Linked DNA regions of Drosophila melanogaster: region 1 is linked to region 2. A link is a contact called in public Hi-C data. All regions are on one chromosome and are shown on one strand. The core of a region is the stretch at or near the end of the contact, and the rest is flanking DNA. Distances in the headings are between cores, read along the strand shown.

What was found. A called contact is a pair of places that touch in the nucleus more often than the background predicts.
Region 1: a contact with region 2 is called in a Hi-C map of the Kc167 cell line, with 2.8 times the contacts expected there. A contact is called at or near these places in 7 of 107 Hi-C or Micro-C datasets (the D17-c3 cell line, the Kc167 cell line, the S2 cell line and 3 more) and 1 of 7 datasets of targeted methods (the Kc167 cell line).

The regions. Positions count from the first base shown.
Region 1 is chr3L:4,128,401-4,135,893 of dm6, forward strand. ens (ensconsin) reads right to left here and starts at 6,150. Exons shown (of 13, transcript NM_001300004.1): 1 at 6,054-6,150; 2 at 5,369-5,422; 3 at 3,556-3,812; 4 at 3,350-3,489; 5 at 2,721-2,836; 6 at 1,251-1,391. The coding sequence starts at 6,102. RfC4 (Replication factor C subunit 4) reads right to left here. Exons shown (of 2, transcript NM_079191.3): 1 at 7,419-7,493; 2 at 6,460-7,366. The coding sequence ends at 6,536.
Region 2 is chr3L:4,037,761-4,045,480 of dm6, forward strand. Rcd5 (Reduction in Cnn dots 5) reads left to right here and starts at 2,769. Exons shown (of 3, transcript NM_139595.3): 1 at 2,769-3,143; 2 at 3,207-3,933; 3 at 3,993-4,837. The coding sequence starts at 2,869. The coding sequence ends at 4,727. It overlaps CG11593, which reads right to left and starts at 2,722. Exons shown (of 4, transcript NM_139594.2): 1 at 2,336-2,722; 2 at 1,054-2,271; 3 at 882-992; 4 at 1-819. The coding sequence starts at 2,340. The coding sequence ends at 699.

The sequences.
Region 1 (7,493 bases), core at 4,900-7,399, 94 kb after region 2:
GCTGCTGCCGGCCACGACCAGTCGCGTTCGCGCGGAAGGATGCAGAGTTGAAGGATGAGGCTGAGGCAAATGATGACTGGAGGTATTTCTTAGTTGCCGCAGTTTGCAGGCCGAGTGTGGACTGGCGCAGGTGGTGCAGGTGGTTGGGTGGTGGTTGCTGTGGTGCTGTGCTGCCATAAACCGACCAACTGCTAATCTGTGTCATGCTCTTACTGGTGGAGTCCCGCTGCCCTCCGGCTCCGCTGGCCAGCGGACGGAAGCTGGTCGATATGCCGCCTCCCAGCGAGTACTTTCCGCGCTCCCGCTGGCCACCTCCTCCGGCCAGGTGTGTCATGCTGCGGGACATTATGCCGGCGGCACTGGAGCTACCGCTTCCGGCGCTTCCCGCCCGCCGTGCACGCGCGCTGGACCCCGCACCGCGTCGCCCCCCTCCTCCGCCCAGCGAGGCGGTCTCGTCCAGCATCTCCAGCTCCCGCTCGCGGCGTTCCCGCTCCAGAATCGCACGCATGTGCTCCCCATTGCGGCGTATCGGCTGCGCCAGCTGGTCCAAGCGGTTCATCGAGTAGGCCCGTCCTGCGGTTCAGTTGAAAGTTGAAATTGGTTTCGTGAATCTTTTTTTGAGCCTGGCTCTGGCTGTGGATCCTTAGGGAGCTAGCTAAGCTTAACCCACGGATGCGTTCGAAATAGTTTTCAAGGAATTTTCAAAATTGTCTTAAATATATCTATTGTATTCTGAAAATCATTAAGATACGAGAATACCTGATATAACTTTTATAAAATAAGATTTAATAAAACTTTACTATTTCGAACGCAACTGCAGTTACAGGAAGACTTCACAAAAAGATGTGGACAAACTGGTCTACAAAATGGTGTGTACAAGGTGTGTTTTGAAAAAGGTGTGTTCAGGTGGCTGGTGTGTTTTTTACAGTGTGTGTTTCAAGTGCGTGGAATAAAGTTCTGGTGTTTTCAGGTGCCTGGAAGAGAAAGTGTTCCATATTTTCTCACTATATCTCTGCCGAAACAGCATTGAACCCGGGAAACGACAGTAAAAAGTCAGGGGCTAAGGGCAACTCTTGGTCCGGAATGGGCTAAACCAAAAGGAAACACAACTAATCGGATGGAGGGATGTCGAATGAAGAGCTGTTGATGCGTAGATAGACGATGAAGCTGATCGCTGGATGAGCATGATTCAGATAGCTATGGGGGTGTGTCGGTTGGATGGACTGGAGGATCGATTGGGTGGGTCTTACCTGGGGTTCTGGCCGGCGTCGAGCTCAGGGAGCCTCGCGAACCATAATGCCCGTCTCGGGGGCTAGGTATTGTCGGCATAAGGTCCGTTTTCCTGCGGTAAACGCTTCGGAACACCATGGGTGATGAGTCAACGCTATCTTCTGCAATATTCGGGTTTTGGGTTGTTTTGGTTTTTGTTTTGTACATGATTTTGGATTTTGATATTCGATTTTTGGATGCAACTGCCGAAATGATTCACTTGCGATTTCGGTCTCAAAATTATATATGAAAAAACTTAATATCTAGGAACGATAGAAACCAAAAGCGAAATAGCTAAAACTTAAGTGTTTACACTGATACTCCTGATGGTTTCATAATAGATTATTAATTTTAGAATCGGTAATTAATACAGTCAGCCAGTGTAAACACTTTCGGTACAAAATAACCATGCTGTTGGGGATTTACGTTGAATTCTTTACAGACGGTCGATCCTGCTTTCGAGGGTTAGCTTCAACGAAGAGCGCTTGGGATCTGTACAATCTGGAGGGCGTAAAAACATCATGCAAAACTGAGAAGCTCAAGGCATGCCATTGGTTTGGGTTACGGGGGTAGAGACAACGAGAGTTACGAGCTTACGGCGGGGTTACGAATACAGGGTTAGGTTTGGCATTGGGGTTACGGCAAAACAAAAAACGGGGTCAGAACGAGAAGGGTTAAGAACGAGAAGGAGGAGCTGAGTAGAGTAGAAGAACCCTCACCCTTACGATACGAGTTATTGTTGTTAAAGTTGTTGTGGCCTGCAGTAGTGGTGCTTGTTGCTGTGGTTGTTGTGAGATTTGTAGGTCTGTGCGCGTTGGCTGTTTGTTTGGAAGTGGGCGGCGGATGGGGATTGGCCGGCCCATCGATATTTATCTCGCTGCCGGCAATGGAGAGCGAGAACCGCTTGGGCGGCTCGTCATTGGAATAGCCCCAATTGAACACCTCGTACATGGAGGAAGACTTGCGTCGGTGATCTGTGTGAAGTCGGTAGTTTTTTCGATTTGTTTCAAATATAGAAGTGAACGTTACAGAGGTGTGATTGCTGTTTGCTTTTGGGTGCAAATCATATTAGAAAACAAATACAAGAAAAAAAAATAAATAAAAAGAGAAGAAGGGAGCAGAAGTGATCGTGCCGTGTGAGAAGTCTGTGGGTGCTAGGGGTTTGTATCTATACAATAATAGTAATTCACATGTACACCAACTGGGCACAGTGGGAGATAACATGGTAGAGGGTTATAGAAATCTCCGGTTTGCGGGGCACATGTAAACAATAACTGGGACTTGTCAATTACAAGATTTACGAGTGTCTAAGGTAACGATAACGATAACTGCAAAGTAAAATTTAATCTCATTATGTGTGTCTGGTGTCTCAGCGAGTGTGGAGTGTTCAAGAGTGTGTGTATATCTGTTTCGGGGATGACTCAAGTGCTGCCGGGGGCAGCGCGACTCACCATCTTGTCGGTCCGTCGATGAGGAGGCACGCTTCTTAGCACCACTGTCGGCAAGTTCACGCTCTGAACTTCGACGTGTGAGCGAGGCGCCCGCTACGTTCGATATAGATGTGGACCTGCAAGGGGAAGTCATGTTTAGTACTCAAATTCAAATATCTAAGCGCAAAAATATAAACTTCGAATTGCCTCAAAATGGCCTTGCTACTTCATAACGATAAAACAATTAGCTATTTGCCATTAAGAATATCAAAGTTTACAATGAAAACCTGCTTAATCATTGTGAAATGGGTTTTTTCAACAATTGATTGGCTACTAGCTCACTATCTTTAGTTTCATGTTAGCCAATTATTTGCTTTCATTTCGCGACATTTACTAAGTCAATAATTATACTAATTGTGATTTATATATTTTGGCAAACAATTTCGTCATTAAAAGTTCAAGAACTGATAAAAATAATTAAGTAATGCCAGTCAGAGTGCAGCGCTAATTAGTCATGTGCAGCGCAAAGCACATATGAAATCGGCCAAAATATATACTAATCTAGATAGCCATGAATGGCTACATATTAGTGTGCGCGTTTTGTGTGAGTTTTTGGCTTTGTGCTCAGATAACTTTCATTCGGATCTCACCTCCGCTGACCCCAAAAGGCACTGGGCGATACCAGACCATAATCCGCGGGCACATCCAGCAGGCGGGGAGTCGAGGAGCCAAATGCGAAGCCGATGGAGTTTCTGTCCCGTTTTTTCACTTCTATCCGGGACTCGCGTTCCTGTGGATGATCAAAAACAAGAATTATAATAGAAGTTCATTGGAATCGAAGCGATAACGCACGCACCTGATTCTTTTTGAGGATGTACTCGCGGCGCTCCTTCTCGGCCTCGAAAATGGCCTTCTTGCGCTCCTCCACCTGGTGGCGCTTCTCTGTGTCCCGGGTACGGATCTCCTCGATGCGTCGACGGCGCTCCTCCTCCTTTTGTTCACGGTACCGCTGGGCGGCCTCCGCCTGGGCACGCAGTTCCTCGATTTTCCGGTGGCGCTCCTCATTTTGGCGATCGCGGGCATATTTTAGTTTCTCCTCACGGTCTTTGGACGCTAAAAGCGTAGCAAAATGAATAGAGATTCGAATTCGCACATACTTATAAGGGCATAAATTGAATTTGGATAAACAAGTTACGGTTCGCAAGCAAATAAAACTGGGAATATTTTCATCAGTTGCTACCTGTGGCCCAACAAAAATCGATAAATATCTGCTTAATATGTGTAGTATTATACCCCATTTTTCGACTTTTGCCGGCGAGTTATTTACATGAGAGCCGAGAGCTGACGTCATCGACAATGTACACTCGCATTTTGTGGGTCAATTGACAAACTAGCAGCAGCAACAATAACAAATATGGCACAAATACTCGGACAACAATACCGCCGCCCCCGCTTCAAATTTGCCTATGTGCAAAATGGGCGAACAACAAAAAAAACAAATGATAAAAGGAAAATAGAAAGCAAATTGCTAATGCAGGCGCACATTTTGTTCTATTGAAATGACATTGAGGCGGAAAAATGCAAAAAAAAAATTAACAATAATAACAATAATATTGGTAGCATGCGGTTTGGCTGCCAAAGTCTGCATAATCGAACTGGGAACTGGTTCTTATCGCCTTATCGGTTAAGATATTTTTGGAATTCCATGACGTAAGCAAGACGACAAAGGAACAACTGCAAGTCAATCTTTTTGCCAGTTACAGGTGCGAAAATATCTTGCAAATGGGAAATTATCAGCTGTCAAGGTCGCAGGCAAAATTGCTGGATTTTAACCCACTGTATGCCATATTTACTTGTGTTTTTGGAAAGCCAAAAACATTGCAATTGATTTTTCGCTTGATAAAATCCATTTCCTTTTTGCTCTCGTAATAACATGTAGTTCAATTTAACTTAACAAACTTTGAGAACATTGTTATTAAGATCAAATTCCCAATAACTTAATCATTCCTTGTTTTGCATTCTCACAATGATTTAGTCAAATATGACTATACATATTTTTAAAATTTGTATAATTAGAGTTGGACTTGCCATCTAAAATCAAGCTAGACCTTAAGTGTAGATAACATTTTGATCTTTTAGGTGTTAATTGAAGATGCTTTGAGTTTTTAATAACCCACTTTAGTGGGTAACATCTAGACAGTTTAGAAACTACAGTGATTTAAAGCGTGTCACTGGGTGAGAATAGATAAGAAGATTTTCTTATTAGAAAAACAGCTATGAAAGACTTGCAATAGACCAGTGACGGTTAAAATCGCGATAAGGCGGACTATGGGTCTTATTTGTTAGTGAGATCATGCGGCAAACATTCGGAGCATTCGTTTTGGAGGCGGAACAGAACGGGGCGTGGCTGTGGAAGACTTTGGAGCAGCCTGAATGGAATGCCAACTACCTTGAGAGTCGTCTTCACTGGCGGAGATTTGACCGCCCACCTGGGCGAACCAATGCAAGGTTGCGCCGGCGCTGCAGCCCGAGATCTTGGCAGGTGCGAATGCGTGGGCTGTGGTTCGAGTTATAGGTGATGTTAAAGCGATTACATATAGTGCGTATGTGTGATATACATTGGTGCCGATTTTATGTAACTCGCAAGATAATCCGCATAGAAGGCTTACCTTTTCGCTCGGCGCTGCCCTCGCGACTTTCGGGTCGCTTGGCTGTGTTTTCCACTGCAAAAGAAGTACGAGAAAAATGGACGATTGAGTTTCGCTGCGATTTTCCGGAGTTTTACACGGACTTTTGGCTTTCGTGTGTGGGGAAAATCAATTGCCGTTGCGTTTTGGCAAAAAGGAAAGGTGACAAGAAGGCGAAAGAGCGAGGAAGGAGGGGGACACAAAAACACACACACACACGCACGAACACAAGCGCACGGCAGCAGCTGCGATGACGAAGCGAGAGAGACAGTGAGAAGTACGAGAAAATAATGTATGTTTCCCTCTCTCTTGTTCCAACGACTTTTCCGACTGGAACTTATTTATAAACTCAAAACTCCGGTTCGGAATCGGGGAACTCGAAATACATATATCCCCCATTTCTAGGGGGCAGACACTTTTGGCTTCTCGGCTTTTCTCTTCTTTTCTTTTCTGTGCCTCTCGCCTCGCTGTTTTTTTTCTTCGTTTTTCTCTCTTCACTCCGTTTTTGCTTTTTGGCCGTGGTGTGAGTGCCGTTTTGCTGCGCAGTCGACCAGCACTTTTTGGCCACTGAAAACGCCCCGAAAACGCGTAGATCCTGGCCGATTTTCGACGCGGGGGCATTCGTCCTTCGATTTCGCACTCTCAGCGGGTTGTTTTCAATGCGTACCTTCTGGATTAGTCGAAATATTTCCGTGTTGGCCCCCAAGACTCGCCATATTTCACTTTACTTTAGCGCTGCAAACAGTGTGGCCAGCTCTGTAGTGCTGCGATAATCTACTTAATGCGACCGTACTGTTGTATAGTGGTGTGCTCTACGAAAATACTAGAAATGTTAACTAACGTATTGGTTTTTATGTATAAAAACTAACTCCGGTTTTATGTATAAAAACTAATGATCATTCGGTCCTATAAATACATTATCTAATGTTGTATGATAATTTCAGCTTCCGATACCAAGGGCGCAATAATTAACACTCCATTAGGGACGATATGCTCTAAGTGCGCTGACATAGAAATTAACATTAATCTGTTAACTAACGGTGCCCAGTTTAAAATTTAGGTACACTTGTATTCAATACTGAAAAGGACTTATTTATCTCCAATTTTATTTATCTCTGAGATTTCTTTAACCTATAGTTCATATTAAATCTAATGCTTCTCGGCGGCAATGCAGAGTTTGGCCAGAAGGGCGGTGAGCTGCAGCAGCGAGTTGATACCATCGATAATCTTCATGTGGGTGATTCCGATCTCACGGATAAAGTCCAGCTTCAAATGCTCATCGATGTTGATGCGCTTGCAGACACGGAATATGTTCGCAATGATGTCCTCCGGCGAGTATCCCAGCTTCCACAGCTTGGCCAGGATTTTGTAGGCCTTGTGTATGTCGTTAGCAGCGCAATGGTGGATCATCTCCTCTAGGAGCTTTGGGTGCGGCTCGTCGCAGACCTTAAAGACGTTCTCAGCGGTGATGTCGCCAAATCCCTGAGCGGTGGACTGCAGGTTGTTCAGTCCCTGTCGCATATCACCTTGGGCAGTGAATACGATGGCCTCAAGTCCGTCCTCCGTGTAGTTAAGCTTCTCCCACTTGGCCACCTCGATGAGCTTGGCCAGAACTTGCGCATCGGACAGCTTGGTGAATCGTAGCATGGCGCAGCGGGACTGGATAGGCTCTATGATCTTCTCGCTGGTGTTGCAGGCCAGGGCAAAACGAGTGGTGCTGCTGTAGATCTCCATGGTCCGGCGCAGTGCCTGCTGGGCACCCTCCGTCATGCTGTCCGCCTCGTCCAGAATCACAATCTTGTGCCTGCCCCGCGGCAGTGTCACCTTCTGCTGAGCAAACATCTTGATCTTGTTGCGGACCACATCGATTCCTCGTTCATTGGAGGCATTCAGCTCGAGGACAGCCTCCTTGTAGCTGTCTCCCAGGAGAATCCTGGCCAGACACTGGATGGTGGTTGTCTTGCCCACGCCAGGAGGACCCTATAGATCACAATTAGTGGCGCCAAACTAATTTTACTCCTCACAAACTCACAGCAATAATAATATTGGGTGCATTTCCCTGGGTGGCGAATACGGATAGTCTTGCTACGGTATCCTCATTGCCCAC
Region 2 (7,720 bases), core at 1,519-4,018:
AATCGGCTAACTCTGATGGTGGATGAGATAAATGGGGCACCTACTGTCGACTGGCATGGGGTCCATCATGTGTCAGCGAAAGTGTCGTGTTTGGAACGCTTGGAATATACAATATGCGATATAAGATGCAAAATTCAGCTAAAGATTTTCAATTACTTATGTTTAGATTCAGTTTAGTGTGTTGCTCCGTTTCCAACTTTGTGTTTTTTTTTTTTCTTTTTGCCACTACAAAGGAAAGGTAACATGTTCGGAAGTTTGGTGGTTTCTGGTTGCATATGTATGTTCCTCTATAAAATATATGAAGCGGAAGCTACACGATAACTACATGGTACCATTATGTATGTGGGTGTATATATAGGATCCTAACACATATGAGTCTGTGTCTAATACGATTTCTACGACTGCCAATAAAGAACTACAAAAACTTGTTCGATGTTTTGCTGAACGCCTTCACGCTTCACACAGAAAAATGCTGGGGGGGATTTCGACTTGGCTGAGAGAAGGCAAAAATAAAGTATCACAAAGATTGAGATCTTAAATTAAAGCATAGCGAGAGAGCGCAAACGATCGGTTTGGAGGATTAGCCTCAGTCCTTATTGAAGATGGGGAATGCAGAGGCTCGAGTAGCGAGTGTGGCATGAATGCGTTAAGTTTGCATTAGCGTTTTGCGTTTAACAAGTCTGGGGCATCGCAGGGCCTCAGTGCCGCTTGGCGTCGTATTGCTTGACCTTCTCCGGAATGGCTGCCTTCTCCACGACCACGTGCATGCCCAGTTCCTCCAGGGACTTTACGTAGACCAGCTTTCGCCAAAACTTTGTGCTACGAGAGATAAAGCAGTATTTATATGAGATCTACATTTGACAATGATTATTATTACTTACCTCACAAAAGGCCGCGCCATCCAAACCAGCGATTTTATCCAGAATGTCGGATGCACCAAATACATGTGCTTCAGGCTTTTGCGCAGTCGGCGATCAAGCAGCTGATAACACCTAAAGGATTATCATAGCACGGCATTAGAAATCTCCTTAAAAAACAGACCGAACAACTCACCGTTTAAGCCAGGGAAAAGGTGGCACATTACGCCTATTGGAGCCGCCATGCAGATAGATTAGCACATAGTCATCAGTGACCAACTGTTCCAGGGTCTTGACCACGTACAGAAACAAATTGTCCATCACGTAGCTGTAGTCGGCCCTCGACCTATCCGGCAGGTGACAGGCGCAAAAGATGACAATGGCGTTCTGACCGCCAGATTTGAGATAGCCGCCGTGGGACAGCACACGCTTGTAGGGCTCTATGACCCGCATGTCGATCTCCCTGGTACGTCCATCCGGTAAAGTGATCTTCTGCCAATTCCGCGAATCACGTCTCTCTTCAGCAGCCGTATACTGTGGCAGAGTTGAGGCAGCCGTAGCCGATGCCGGAGCATTTGGCGTGGGCGTGGTGGCCAAACCGAACTCCAGGTCCAGTTCCAAGTCGTCGTCGTGGTCGGGCAGCAGTTCCGGACCCTCGCAGTCGTCGTCGTCATCCTCTCCGTCTAAGCCATCAATCAGGGAGCTCGATGGACTTAGAGAGGCCAAATTGTGCTCAATGTCCTCGTCATCGTCGAAGCTGTGATTGGAGATGGAATCCAGGCTAGATATGTCCTCGCCACCAGGGAGTGCAGTCGATCGTTTGGATTTCTTGCCATTGCCATTGGGCATCAGGGAAACGGACTGAAAGTTAGACTCCACGGCGGCCAAGTACTGGGACACATCCGCATCTGACTCGCTGCTCAGGATATCCGGACTGTTGGCCCTTAGCAGGCTGACCTTGGCGTCCTGCGGCTTGTTCCGGCATTGGTTCAGGTTGTTCTTCACCTGCACCGTCTCCGTGGTGGGCACAACGTCCGGAAAGTTGCTCCTCGGCAGCTGTTTCTCCTGCTTCTTCAGCTGAAAGGGTTCCGAGTCTGAGTCCGTGTTGGTTGGCGACATCAGCGGATGGCTGTTGGCCAGGGTGCGCTCGATGATGTTGTGTCGTTGTGGCATCGCCTCCATGGGCAGCAGCTCTGGACGCAGTATTCTGTTGTCCAGCGCGGAGGTCGTCTTGAACTCCAGTTCCTCCTTATCGTGATCCTGCTTGGCCTGCTCCAATTTCAGGATATTCTTCTCCGGCGCGGTGGGCAAAACATCATCCGCCAGCGGCGAGACGCCCGTTGAGTCCGTCGGCGTCTCCGAGATGTCCATTTTGCTCTCTGACGGCGAAGATTCCGATTCCGCGTAGTGCAAACTGCAAATCGATTAGTCATATCTTAGTCAGTCGCCTTTTTGTTTTCGTGCAAAGAACCATTTACCTCATAGTTTCCCGTATAATTTGTGTGGCTAGTGCGAAATTTCGGGGCCCGCTCATCCAGACACTCATCTAGTCGCTCCGGGCATCGGTGCTGGGTGCATAAGTAAGACTTTTTAGCCCGAATTCGCTGATTTTAAATGCCAGTAAACAAAATTTCGAGAGGGCTCCAGTGGCGAGGTTACCAGATATTCGCGAATGCGTTTGTGTGGGTAGCAGTGTTGCGAAACATGTGTTTCCCATGGAGATCTGGCAGGCCAGTGACACTATGATGGTAACTTTTAAAATGGTAAAGTCAAGCTTAATGTTCTCACTTTCGCTAATTATATATTAAGCAAGTGAACTGTTAAGAAAGAAAATTAATTTTATATATATTTATATAAGCTATTAACAAATGTTTTTCTTGCAGTGACACTTTATTTCGAAGACGTGGCAACTCTGCAAGTGATATACTTTTTCCTGCTGGTGCGGTCACACTGCTGAGCTGTGCGTCGCGAAAATAAATACATTTTAGCCCATAAACAGCCCGCTAGAGCGATGGAGGCATCAAGAATAACCGCGATCGCCAGCAGTGCAGTGTCCGTTACCGCTCCCAATCCCCCCACAGTGTCCACCATTCCCACAGCAGCTGCGAGCACACTAATCCAGGTAGGCGTGTCGCCAGCAACAACAACCATGCCAACACCAGCAGCCACAACAACAACAACCACAATAGGAAGTACAGCTAGCAGTGCCGTTGGAATTTCAACGCCGATACGAAATCCCATTTCAAATCTGCAGATAGAACAGCAAAACGATCAAAAGCGAAGAAGGTGAGACGATGACATATGTCAAAATTGACAGATTAAGTGGCAGCTCCTTTTGCATCGAAACAGTTCATCGCGGACGATTAAAAGGAAGCGTTTTGATGACGAAATAGTTGAGTACAACATTGCGGTGCCCACAAATCGCAGCGGAACAGACGCCAATCGCAGCAGCAGGCCTCGCACCACCTCCCAGAATTATCCAGCTTTGGTGGGCGTGCCGCACACCACGTTAGCGCCTCTTAACATACCCACTTCCACGCCACAGACGCCGCTTTCAGTTGATTCCCTGCTGCCGGGGACACCTAGCACTGTTGCATCGCTGTCACTGGCCACGCCCACAACGCCAGCTCCCTTGGCCACTCCCCTTCCAGTTGCCCCAATTGTGACTGCCGTCGCGCATCCCAAACCACCGGCCATGGAGCGCTCCACGACCAGCGAGCGCCGTTCGCGCCCAGTGCGTCCTGCCAGCAAAAAGGCGCAGCGTAGAAATGGTCGTCCCATGGGTCAGATGGCCACCAAGGATTTGGGCCGCTGGAAGCCCATTGACGACTTGGCCCTCATAATTGGCATCCAGCAGACCAACGATCTGCGGATAATCCATCGCGGCGTTAAGTTTTCCTGCAAGTTTACTCTGCAGGAACTACAGCAGCGCTGGTATGCTCTGCTGTATGAGCCTGCGGTGTCCAGGATTGCAGTGTCCGCCATAAGGAACCTGCACCCCGAACTCGTGGAGTCCGTTCAGCGCAAAGCTTTGTACAGCGTGCAGGAGGAGGATCTGCTTGGCACCATTAAGAGCGTAAGTACACTATTTTCATCATGATTTAAGCTTTTTCTAATCAGTAATTCAATTCACAGTCGGAACAACCAAAACTTGAGCAGTTCCAGGAGCTACTGGATAAGAATGCCTCCGTTTTCTACTGCGCCCGCACTGCCAAATCCTTGCAAAACCATTGGCTTCTTCTCAAGCAGTACACCCTGTTGCCGGATCAGTCAGTGAAGCCTATATATGGCACGGATCAGCAGCCACTCAGCTTCTCGGATGCAGAAGATCAAATCTTCGAGCACGACCTGAACGAGCCACGTGACGAAGCTCTCGAGATGGAGCGAGCTCTGGCAGATCGTCGCAACAAACGTAATATTCGCCTGCTGGAGAACGAGCTCTCGCGCTGGGCCGTCCTGGTGGATTCCGTGCTTAGTCCGACCGCTGCCTCCGAGTTCGACAACCAGACACTGGCCTGCTTGTGTGGCCGCCATGTGCGGTACCTAATGCGTTCCAAGGAAATAACATTTGGTCGCGATGCCAAGGACTGTGTGGTGGACGTGGATCTGGGGCTCGAGGGACCGGCTGCGAAGATCTCTCGCCGCCAAGGAACCATTAAGCTGCGCAGCAATGGGGATTTCTTCATCGCTAACGAGGGAAAGAGGGCCATCTTTATCGACGGCACTCCTTTGCTATCCGCCAACAAAGCTCGACTCGGTCACAACTGCACAGTGGAAATATCCGGTCTGCGCTTCACCTTCCTGGTCAACTACGAGCTGATCAACGCCATCCGCCAGGAGAGCGCCAAGACATCGAATCCCCTCAACTAGTTGCGATCAGAGCAGGCTGGCTGCGAGTGTTTAATATATTCTAGTACTTAGTAAACCCCAAAAAAACAAACTTCTGAAATAAAAAGCATATGGACATATGTATAAATCATAAATATTTTTGTTTTAATATTTTATCCACACTTCGTTTATAGAAGTTGACTAATAGACAGTGTAAAGTTTTGCAGTATAAATAATGAGTTTTAATCCGAGTTAAATGCTTTTTATTAGCATATTTACGACTTAAATCAAACTTAATGTATTTCGAGTAAATTAGAGTGGTAAGCACACACACCCACGCTGTAAAACTCGTCAAACGCAACGCCTCCAATCGAACGGATGCTGTTAGCGACTTTTTCAACCGTCGCTGGTAAAAACGAAGGGAAGTGCTAAAGAGCTTAGGAGTTCTCCCGGATGGGGTCAGTTCCGCCCACGAGGAACCGTCTCGGTTATGTCTCCAGACTCCTACGCCTTCGCTGGCGCTGTGTCATGTGGCTAATTTGCGACTAACCCGTAAGCTGCTATTAATTACAGCTCAGACGCTGCTTGGGGCCACCATTGGCACCATCCGCAGCTCCATCCATCTAACCATTCTATCCATAACCATTCTGTTCGCATGTCACCGTTTACAAAGGTGAATTGGGCAACAAATATTCGCAGCAGCTCTGAGAAGAGTCACGCGATTGTATAATAGCCGGGTCGGGTCGGATCTTTTCTTTCTTCTGGAGGAGCCACTGGGTTCCCAACTTCGAGAGGTTCACTTGACACGGCAATTTGGCTGCTAATCTTTGCGATTGTGTTTAGGCAAATTTGTTCGACCTTGCGCACCTTGGGAGCTCCACTGACTCCACGGGTTTTCCACTTACAAATTGTAACAGATCGCAAGATTGACTACCCCGACTAAGTTATAAATGATCGCAGCTGTTGGGGTAATTAATAGAACCACCGACAGCCGAGACCATGACACCTAATATAGAAATTAGTCGGCGAAAGAACACGGAGAAAGTTCGATGACTTTCTGTGGCGGCCTTTCTTCGAGGTCGAGCTTGGGTTCGATGGGTTGGGATGGCGAATGAAGATGGAGATGGCGGAGCTCTTTAATTTGTATTGTTGATACTTTGTTGATACTATAAACTAATAAGCCAGGCTGCGCAGCATATTAAAATATAATTAATTGTTGTCACTGTCTATAAAAAGTCAATTTACCCCCATCTTGACTTGGTGGTACCGGGAATTTCGAACCGAACTCTCCATCTTTTTTCGCTTTGTTCCCGCTGGAATTCCAAAATTCTAACGTTGATTTGTGTGCATTTTTTGTCCGCTGACCAATCGACGACTGCCTGCTTGCTTTCTTCGGCGATGATGGTGAGATGGTCAGATGGTGATGATGCCAGGGCTAATGAAGCACGGCATTGTCTTATTATACTTCTGCCATATCTTTTGTGCAGTTCACCGAACTTTTGTTGTTGCTGCTGCTGGCTCGATATTCCGATATTTCGGTGATGTCGCAACTGCTAAAATTAGTTTGAAATCTTTCTCTTCCACAATCCCTATTAGCGTAGGTCATGCTGTTCTTTTTGGAGATCGGTCTGCAAAGTGTCCGAAGTGGAGCAACGTCGTCCACTCCATTTTATGCTGGCATTGCGTGGGTGTCTTAATCTAAAAGCCAGAACTTTCACGGCTCGATGGCTGAGATCATAGCTGGTCCAAGTGATCTATCTGGTGCTAGATACACCTGAGCCCAGCTCGGCCCAGTTGGGCTGACATAATGCCTTGATTATCTCATTGCATTATATAAAGTAAAGTAAACAAATGAAATTGTCACAGCTCCCCAAGATTTCGTGACTCTGCAGGAAAGTGGCCAAAAACAATCGATGTGGGGCCATAAAAATAGCCTACTGAACACTTTTCCGAATCGAACTATGCCAATATCATTTCCCCCCCTTTTTTTTTTTACTCCACCTGCCACACATATGTGTGATTATTCAATTCAATGCGAGAAAACAAAACATTTATAGAGTTGGTCATTTGTTGTTATTGTCGCTGCAGTTTGATATTCATTTTGTTAATCGCATTTCAATCAATTTCATTTCAATTGTCAGTCTCTGCGATGGTATGGAATGCACTGAAAAAAATTGCTAATGAAACCCTCTCTATAAACTATTTATAGATAACAAAAAAAATGAGATGGATAATAATACATCATACATTAAAATATTAGATAAGCAGCCGCCAATTAAATATATTTCTTCCTGTAATTAAAAATTGGCGAGGGGGCGTGTCCGCTTCTGTTTGAAGTGACACGCATGTCAACCGAATGCGTCATGTGAAATACTCCGATTTGGCTTTGTGTTTCGGCATGTAACGCATAAATAATCCGAAAACCCCCAAACCGAACTCAAATAGTTTTGTTCCGCGTCGCTCATACGCACCGTGGGTCGTCAAAGTCAAAGTCCAGACGCTGTGAGCTGCATTGGTAATTGAATCGCCGTGTGGTTTTGTTTATTGAACTAGCTGGCGAATATATTGTATCTCTAGTGTTCGCTCGTCCGCTCGTCTATGATTATTCATGGAATGCTCGCTGATTTATCCCTAACCCCCACTTTTTGAAAATGATTTCATGCCGCGTGACGTCAACTGCAACGGATATATGCCTCTATAGGAGGCCTATTCACCATGATCGGTTTATCGAGCCCAAGTCAGTCACTCAGATTGACTGGGAGGCCTTGGATTTCAGTGCTCTCCATTAGACGCAAGCGACTCCAAGTCGCCCACGCACTTGATATTTACCAACAACAATGGCAGCTGTGGCGCCAAAAAAAGCAAGTTCAATTTGCAACTCCACTTTCGGGGCTTAAGATCTCGAGAGCCACACCAGATAGCATCGAGTGCCAGACACTTTTTGCAGCCCGAGACAAATAATTACAACGACTTTGATTTTTTAATTAATTCGAGCCGCAAGGCGAGCACAAGATACAGATACAGATACAGATGGC